Linked DNA regions of Mus musculus: region 1 is linked to region 2. Evidence: chromatin contacts called from public HiChIP or PLAC-seq data. All regions are on one chromosome and are shown on one strand. The core of a region is the stretch at or near the end of the contact, and the rest is flanking DNA. Distances in the headings are between cores, read along the strand shown.

Region 1 (4,703 bases), core at 2,145-4,644, 440 kb after region 2:
AGGATTAGATAATGGGGTAACATTCTAGCCAGCCCTGGTAGTACAAGACTTTAATCCCAACACTTAGGAGGCAGAGGCAGGCAGGTCTCTGAGTTCAAGGGCTGCCTGGTCTACAGACTGAATTCCAGCCAGGGTTGTGCAAAGTGACCATGTCTCAATCCCAAACACAGAGGAGTAGGTGGGAGGGCTTATTAGACTATTAACCAAATTACCAAATGTGGTAGTTTGAATAGGTATGGCCCCTATAGACTCATGTGTTTGAATGCTTGGCCTATAGGGAGCAGCACTATTAGGAGGTGTGGCCTTGCTGGAGTGGGTGTGGCCTTGTTGGAGGAAGTGTGTCACTGCGGAGGTGGGCGTTGAAGTCTCATATAAGCTCAAACTATGCCTGGTCACACAGTCCCCTTCTTCCTGCGGATAAAGATGTAGATTTCTCGGCTCCTCCAGCACTGTGTCTGCCTTCGCACTGCCATGCTTTCAGCTGAGAGACCAGACCAACTCCATCTTGGGTTCAGGCTCCATCTTAGAGAACCTGACCTAAGACTGAACTCAAGTTAACCACCAGGCCTGCACCTAGCACTGGTCTCCAGGTCACTCCCTAACAAGCACCAATCAGGAGCAATGCAGAAGTTGTACCTAAAGATCTTTACCTATGAAAGTTTATGGTTTGGCTCCTAACACCAGCCAATCATTTCAAAGGGCAACAAATTCCATAGTACCCCGCCACACATAACCAGATGTGTGTCATGCTGGATACCTCCTTGCCTGCTTGCTTGCCTCTATAAATGCTTGCTTGAAACTGGACTCGAGGGTTTACTCCCCCCCACCCCCCGTCCTGCCGTATCAGTGACAATGGTGTGGCCCAAGCTTGAGCTTGAATAAAGACCCCTGTGTATATTGCATCAGAGTCGGCTCCTTGGTGGTCTTTTGGGGCTCACAAAATGGGCCATGAATTATGGACTGAACCTCTGAAACTGTAAGCCAGCCCCCAAAGAAATGCTTTCCTTTATAAGAGTAGCCTTGGCCATGGTGTCTCTTCACAGCAACGGAAACCCTAACTAAGACAACCAAATTAGCAAGAAAATCCATATTGCTTTGGATGATACCAAGAGAGAAAACTGTTAAAATGCAAGCAGAGAGTCCAGAGCTGGCAAGATGGCTTCAAGATGGTGGTTGTCACAGGCTGGAGAGACAGCTCAGAGGTTAAGGGTACTTGTTGTTCTTGCAAAGGACCAGATTCAATTCTCAGCACCTATAGAGAGGCTCACAACCATCTGTAACTCCAGTTCCAGTGAGCCTAATGCCCTCTTCTGTCCCGGTCCATAGCCACTGGGCATGTGCACAGTGTACACACATACACATGCATACATGCATGCATACATACATACATACAGGTAAACACTTATACACATAAAATATGTAAAAAAAATTCTAGCTGGTTCTGGTGGAACATTCCTTTAATTTAGAACTTGGAGGCAGAGGAATTCACAGATGAATTTCTGTGAGTTCAAGGCCAGCCTGGTCTACATAGTGAGACCCCATCTTAAAAACAACCAAACACACAGACACACACACACACACACACACACACACACAACCAGAGTGGGGGGAATGGCTAGAGAATTGGCTCAGTAGTCAACAGCACTTGTTTTTGTTGTTATTGTTGCTGAGAGAGAGAGAGTGAGAACAATTAACAAAAAGTGAACAAATGAACTAAATAATATAAGAGAAAGATGCACGGTCCCAGTGAGAGGCTCAGCAGGTAAAGGTGCTTGTTATTCAAGCCTGGAGACTGGAGTTCAAGCCCCGGAACCGATTTTTTAAAAAGGATGGAGGGAAGGGACATCACAAACTCATCCTTTGTCTTCCAAGTTGCATGGTGTCGCATGCCTTCCCGCACTGAGAGGAAACATCCGGGTGTGGTGGCTTGTGCCTATAATCCCAGCACTTGGGAGGCTAAGGCAGGAGGATTACTGCGGGTTCCTGGCTCACACATCTGTAATCCCAGCACGGGGATCACCCTGAGTTGGAGGTGAGCCTGAGCTACATAAGGAGTTCCTGGGCTGCAAAGTGAGAGCTTGTCTCAAGAAACAAATCAAAAAGGGGAAGGGAAGTGGAGGGGAGGGGAGGGGGAGGGAGAAGGTGTCAGATACTTTGACTGGGAGAGTGGCTTTCTGGTTTCCTGGGTGCACCGACCTCAGTGCATTTAGTCCTGTGTTTCCCGAGGATCTTCCCGATGCCAGGCACTGTGCCAACCGGGAGAGCGGTTGGGTTGCTCTGGGATAATGTGAACTGAGCATCCTGGCACGGAAGCCCCGGGTCAGCTGCGGCTCAGTGGTGACCCTGTGATCATTATGTTCATATCTCTCTATTGGTTTCTAAGACATGGCATTGAGCGTTCCGCTGCGGAGGTACAGGGCCGGGCTCTCATTAGTCCTGCTTGGTTGTACCTGAGGCATGCTCATTAGTCTGTGTTTGGCTGTTCCCTGCGGTTGCTAAGGCTCCCAGCCCAGAGTGTAAACAAATCATCACTAGCAGAACCCTGGGTGAGAGGCCCTCTGTGCAGCAGTGCAGGCCTTGCCGGGGTCAGGAGGAGGCATCCCAAGGAGACACACAGTCTCCCTGGTCCTCTGCCCAAGCTGAGCTCTGGCCCTCATTCCTTCCTGAGTGTGCCTCTCCGCATCCACTTCAGCCACACAATCAAACATTTCTAACAAAAAGAAGAACCTGATGTGACATCACATTTAGGGAGTGTGTAAATTTGCTGTTATGAAGCTGTGGTCCTGAGCTTAAAGGAACTTTGTTGGGGGTAGAATGCAGTTGGCTTCGTTTTATCAGTGTGAGAGTTCTCTGAACATTCTAGAAGCCCTTGATGCCTTGGCTAAGCATATGCGAGAGCTCAGAAGGCCTGTGGTACCATGTCTGTTTGGCCTCAGAGGTGGTACATTGGCCTCTGACCTCGTGCTCTTAAACAAGGCAGTTCCACGTCCTGGAATATCTTGGGGGGCAAAGAAGCAGCACCCCAAGAGGCCACCCACTGCAGCACAAAGCATTCTGTCACTGCAATCTCCTTAGCTGAAGTGGGAAGACTCTGGCTTTGAAATTTCACTAGGCTCCCAGTAAAGCCAGTTTCCTTCTGGTCTGAGGCCGAGGAAGTCCTGTGTCAGAGCATGTCCAAGCCTAGGCGTTGGCACTACAGCCTGGCGGCTGGTGGGAGAGAAGCCATAAGAGGGCCCTACAGTGTGCAGGCCTGTCTGGACCATTCTTTTCCCATGGCCCCAAGCCTAAAGCTCCGGAGTTCCCTGCCAGCGTTGCCGCCTCACAGGCTGGCACCGCCTGCTCATGTGGAAGGCCTATAATTTGTGACTCATGGCCTGTCGCCGACTAGGTGTTGGCAAGCTCAGTGCCCGGAAGCACTGACTCACCAGGCTGGTCTGTGCCCGCAGCCTCCTCATGGGCATCGGGAGTAGTAAGGTCCACCAGGAGTTGCTAAGGACAGCTAGTTTAGCCCTTGAGAAGGGCGAAGGTGAGAGGCAGGACTGTCTCTGGGGCTTGGATACCAGTCAGAGGTTATTGAAACCCAAAACATTGGTGCTGTGTCAGGTATGAAAGCTTTCATCTCAGGAAGGCTCACGAAGGCCTTGACACCCATCGGCTTGTATTATAATCATAAAAAAGTGTCACGGGGGGAGGGGGCTGGTGAGATGGCTCAGCGTGATCTTCTGAAAGTCCTTAGTTCAAATCCCAGCAACCACATGGTGGCTCACAACCATCCGTAAGGAGATCTGACTCCCTCTTCTGGAGTGTCTGAAGACAGCTACAGTATACTAACATATAATAAATAAGTAAATAAATCTTTAAAAAAGAAGTGTCATGGGTTGGTCTCATGCTGCCTTCATTCAAATGCTAAATTCTGTACCCCAAGATCAGGTTGCTCCAAGACAAGCAGATCTTCATGTATACCAGCTTTTGTTGTGTAAACCTTGCCCCCCCCCAAGTTATCCATGATTGGTTAATAAAGATGCCTACAGCTTATAGCTGGGCGGAAAAGAGGTAGGCAGGGCTGAAGGGTCCCAGGCTTAGAGTCTCAGGGAGAGACCATGAGGAGAGAGAGAAAAGGACACTGGAGAAGAAGGAAGTCATCGTGGGATAGGTAGGCGGGTCATGAGCACGTGGACATGAGGGCCGGGACAGTTGGAGTAGGAGCGGCCCAGGAGGAACATGACGAGCGATATCTCAGGGTTATTGACAGAAAAGCAGCCAAAATAATAGCACAGAGAGCTGACGTCTGCCCAGCTCTGGTGCTTTAAGGCTTATTATAAATATAAAGGTTTGTGTCTTTTATTTGGGAACTAAATGATCTAAGACGGGGTAGGAGCCCCCAAATAATATTTACCACAACACTGAAGACACATTAAAGCAGTGTTTTTCAGCCGGTGGGTCATGACCCCTTTGAGAGAGGTCACCTAAGACCATTGGGAAGCACAGATATTCACATTACGATTCATAATAGTAACAAAATGACAGTTATGAAGTAGCAATGAAATAATTTTACTGTTGGAGGTCACCACAACATGAGGAACTGCATTAAAGGGTCGCAGCATGGGAGGTTTGAGAACCTCTGCATTAAAGGAATTCTTTTCCCTTATGGTCAAGACAATGAAAGCTCTGGCCTGGGTTTTTTACTTTTTTTTTTTTTTTAC
Region 2 (4,879 bases), core at 1,851-4,350:
TGAGTCAGCACAAGTCAGCCGAAGGGACCAGGACCACTAGGGATGCCAGGAGAAGTTCTTTGCTGTGCCTCTCTCAAAGAAGCAGAGATTAGTGAAGATTCAAGACCAAGAAGAGTTACAAAGTTACTTATGCAAGCCAGCCCCTATCAATGTCCATTGGGTCCTATTTATATTCCCTCAAAACATCGTGTGCCCTCTACAGGTCTTGCCTCACCACCTGTCTTTCCTCAGTCCATGAGTGTTGCCTTAGCAAAACTCCACGTGCGTCTTTATCTGACATCGTTCTATCGGTCAGAGTCTTTGGAAGAGGCAAGAAGCCGCAGGAATCTCTCCATTTATTTCTCTCTATGAGTCTTGACCATTGGAGCTCAACAACGCATGTAAAGTGAACCAATACATGTGTGTCATTATCGAAGAATCCTTCATCATGTGTCCTTTCATGTGCTTGCTTTAGCAAAACATTCTTCCACCTGTGTCTGCTTCAGCGAAACGTTCCTTCACATGTCTGACTCCACCCAACACAACTGACTTTCCAAAGAACTGTTAAGTTTCCACTTCCCAGGGTGGGGGTACATGCATGATGTGTATGGAGGTCAAAGGACAACTTGTGGGAGTTGGTTCCGTCTTTTCACAGTGTAAGCTAAGGAAGCGCCGGTCATCGGTCATTGGCTTGGCAGCAAACACACTGAGATAGCTCTTTCTAGCCCAACCCTCAGCTTTTCTTTCCTCCTCCCCTTCCTTCCTCCTCCTCCTCCTCTCTTCTTTGTCTTCTCCTTTCTCCCATCTCAGGCTTGGAGATAGAAGTTTCTGATCTGGATCTTGGTATGGAGATCTTAAGGCTTAGTGGCTATGGATTCCAGAAGATTAAATCTCCGAGTTCAAGGTCATCTGGATTGAAAGGTGTGGTGGAGCACACCTTTAATCTGGGCTACACCTTCTGCTGGAGACAATATAAGGACATTGGAAGAAGGGAGTCTTGCTCTTGCTCCTTCCCCTGCTTGCCGTGTGAGATTGAGTAACTGCTAGATCCTTGGACTTCCATTAACAGCTACTACTGAACCATTGTTGGGAATTGGGCTGCCGACTGTAAGTCATCAATAAACTCCTTTACTATATAGAGACTACCCATAAGTTCTGTGACTCTAGAGAACCCTGACTAATACAGATGGACTCTCAGTATCTCACCTATAGAGTTTAGGTTTTCCTCAACTCATCCTGCCTCAGCCACTTAAATGCTGAGATTATAGGTTTGAGCCACGATCCGATTCCAGGTGCCAGGAAGGATTTTCTAATAGACATTATAGTAGACCTAGCTTAGTTTTCTTAACTCCATATGGACAGCTTGTTTGAATATCCTATTAAACACACACACACACACACACACACACACACACACACACACACACAAAGAGAGTACAGGCACTTGCTGCCAACCCCCCCCCCACACACACACACAGAGTACAGGCACTTGCTGCCAACCCCCCCCCCCACATATATAGAGTGTAAAGATACTTACTATCAAACTTACATGCCCCTCCCCCCCACTGGAAAGGCACTTGCTACCAAACCTCTCTCTTTCTCTCTCTCTCTCTCTCTCACACACACACACACACACACCAGTATAAAGGTACTTGCTACCAAACCACACACACACACCATACACAACATACACACAACATACACACACACATACACAACACACACACACACACACACACACACACACACACACACACACACACAGTAGAAAGGTACTTGCTTTGATCTGACAGCCCAAGTTTGATCCTCAGAACCCACATGGTGGAAGGAGAGAACTCATTCCCCGTTGTTGTCTTCTGACCTCTGTATCCATATTTATACACATACATGCACACATCACCAATAATTAGGTATAAGTTTTTATTATTTTTATTTGTTTTGTATGTGTGGTATGTATGAGTTCATGTACACACATGTACATATGTGCACATGGAGACAGACAAGTGGTTGATGTCAGTTGTCTTCCTCAATCACTTTCCACCTCATTTTATTTAATTAGTTTCCATTTTTTATTATGGGGAAGCCGCGTGTGCTACGGAGTGCATGTGGAGGTCAGGGGATAGCTCTGTGGAGTTGGCTCTCTCCTTCACGTGGGTTCTGGGAATCAAACTCCAGCCGTCAGGCTTGGCAGCAGGTGGCTCTGCCTCCTTGGCCACCTCACCAGCCCTCTGCCTCAGCCACCTCACCAGCCCTCTGCCTCAGCCACCTCACCAGCCCTCTGCCTCAGCCACCTCACCAGCCCTCTGCCTCAGCCACCTCACCAGCCCTCTGCCTTGGCTCTCAGACAGTATTTCTTTCCCCCTGAACCTGGAGTTCACTGGTCAGCCAGTCTAGCTGAACCACTGAGCTCCAGGATCTGTATGTCCTTACCTCAGTGCTGGAGGCACAGTTGGTCCTGCCTTACCCAGCTGTTACATGGATGCTAGAGACTTAAGTCAGGGCCTTGAGCTTGCAAGCACTTTACCAACTGAGCCATCTTCCCAGCTCCAAATGATTTCTTGTTGATGGTGGCTTGCTTTCCTGTTTATTTTAGACAGGGTTTGGCCAGACCAGGCCAGCCTCAAATCTGCAGTGACCTCCACTGGGGGTCAAGCTCAGGTGGCCTGGCGTGAGTAGTGCTTTGACTTGAGCCATCTCCCCTCTCCTAGACTCAGCGGTAGCAACACAGCTGTCAGCAACTCCAGGCTGACACTCTCCTACCTTCAAGCCCTGGTGAATGCCTTCCTAGCTGTCCAAATATCCACGACTAGCTCTGATTGGACCACAGGGTTTGGCATGGGAATCACAGACATCTCCAAACCAGCCACTGTACAGCTCCGCCCAGTTCCCAAGGCGTTCTGAAGCCCAGTATTGAGCACAATGCCCTCTGCACCATCTGGAAGGCTCCCTGCAGCTGAGCACCCTGCAGAAAGTGCTTTGCAGTTTTGCACTATGAATAAGGCGCTATACAGCTCCACGTGTAGGTAAACTCTCTGCATCTCAGCATGGTGCACAGGGCGCTCTGCAGCTCGGCAGATGCTCAACTCCGCTAAGATGCTTGTGGTTTGAATAGGTTTGACTCTCATAGACTCATGTGTTTGAATGCTTGACTCACAGGGAGTGACTTTATTAGGTGATGTGTGTCATTGTTGGAGTAAGTATGGCCTTGATGGAGGGGGTGTGTCACAGAGGGGGTGAACTTTGAGGTCTCCTATATATGCTCAAGTCTGGCCAGACTGAGCTTTCTGGCTGCCTTTGGATCAAGATGTAGAACTCTCAGCTCTTCCAGTACCATGCCCTGCTTCCTGGCATGATGATGATAATGGAGCAAACCTCTGAAAGTGTGAACTGGCCCCAATGAAATGTTGTCCTTTATAAAAGTTGCCCTGGTCACCGTGTCTCTTCACAGCATCGGAAACCCTAACTAAGACAATGCTCAATAGCTCTGTCCATAGGCGAGATGCAGCTCTGCTGGGATGGGCATGGCTCACGTGTGACTCTCATGCCAGAGAGTTCACCCCACCTTAAGCACGGGAGCAGGAAGTGTTGAGAGTAATAGTTGCCCAGGTAAAAGTGGGATGCCAGGGACTGACCGGAGAGATCACAAACTGCTCTGCAAGAGGACCCGAGTACAGTTTCCAGAACTGCACCCAGCCCCTCACAACGCCCTGCACCCGAAGCTCTAGGCCTATCTGATGCTTCTGGCCTCTCATGGGTACCTGCCCTCAAGTGCACATGCACACATGCACACACACACACAATTAAAAAGTAACAAAGATAAATTTTTTTAATAATTTTTTTTTAAAGTAAATTGGAGCTTGCTCCATCCCCTCCACGCATTGACCTGGCATTGCAGTACCTCCAGGAACGGTGCACCCCCTCCAGGGAATAAGAGCAGTCTGAAAAGTAGACTTCAGAAGCAGCCTTCTCTCTTGTCTGTGGCTCTTGCTCCACTTTCACTCTTTCCTGCCCACCAGGCTTCTTGATAGCCTATCTGTTTCTGTCGTTACTCTCTTGGTCTGCAGTGATTGACGCCTGTTACTATTTTCTGAGGCATAGACTGTTGTTGTTGCACCTTAGTCACCCTAAGATTTAAATGTCCTCTGCCAGGCAGTGGTGGCACACACCTTTAGTCTCAGCACTTGGGAAGCAGAGGCAGGTGGATTTCTGAGTTCGAAGCCAGCCTGGTCTACAGAGTGAGTTCCAGGACAGCCAGGGCTATACAGAGAAATCCTGTCTCAAAAAACAAAACAAAACAAGTAAATCAGAATGCTGTTACCAGAAGAGGGGGAATGGAAACTATGCAAGGAAACTAAATTATCAACAGGGGACAGGTGAATGTGGACCAAGTCTTCTGTTTGGAATCCGTGTACTGCTGGGCAGTGGTGGCGCACGCCTTTAATCCCAGCACTTGGGAGGCAGAGGCAGGCAGATTTCCGAGTTCGAGGCCAGCCTGGTCTACAGAGTGAGTTCCAGGACAGCCAGGGCTACACAGAGAAACCCTCAAAAAAACCAAACAACAACAACAAAGATATCCATGTGCTGATACACAGCTTTGGTGCAATAAACTTGTGAGGTGTTATTCAACTCCAAGGAAGTGTGGGGTTTCCTCGGCAGCCCCTGCCCTCTCTCAGCTCACCCCTCTAAGACCTGATTTCTTATTTTTATGTTCAGTCTGGGCACCCTGGTTCCCTTAGGGTCAACTGCCTGGGCTAAGGTTATTGGCCCCTGAATGTACTGTGCTGTCTGTGGGGACAGGAAACACAGCTTGCTCCACTCGGCACTGCACAAAGTCTTGCTGAGTGGGTGTGAATCGTTGTTGGCAGGTGAGTAGAGCCTGATACCTTTCAGAGCACTTTAG

The links. HiChIP or PLAC-seq counts read pairs in DNA pulled down with a chosen protein or histone mark.
Region 1: a FOXA1 HiChIP or PLAC-seq map of pancreatic cancer cells shows a contact between it and region 2. The contact joins two enhancer-like sites. A contact is called at or near these places in 1 of 15 datasets of contacts at CTCF or cohesin (the NIH/3T3 cell line) and 3 of 115 datasets of contacts at active chromatin or transcription factors (double positive thymocytes, embryonic stem cells and pancreatic cancer cells).

Annotation. Positions count from the first base shown.
Region 1 is chr11:52,330,492-52,335,194 of GRCm38.p6, forward strand. No RefSeq gene overlaps it. Among named protein-coding and RNA genes, the nearest start is that of Gm30217, 25 kb to the left of the region's middle. Within about 2 kb of position 3,395, at least 145 of the 459 cell types and tissues checked have an H3K27ac peak or open chromatin away from gene starts, as enhancers often do. A contact at or near this core is called in pancreatic cancer cells, where this site is marked.
Region 2 is chr11:51,889,866-51,894,744 of GRCm38.p6, forward strand. It overlaps Gm46281 (a long non-coding RNA gene), which reads left to right. Exons shown (of 2, transcript XR_001780207.1): 2 at 203-415. Among named protein-coding and RNA genes, the nearest start is that of Gm46281, 3.2 kb to the left of the region's middle. Within about 2 kb of position 3,101, at least 12 of the 459 cell types and tissues checked have an H3K27ac peak or open chromatin away from gene starts, as enhancers often do. A contact at or near this core is called in pancreatic cancer cells, where this site is marked.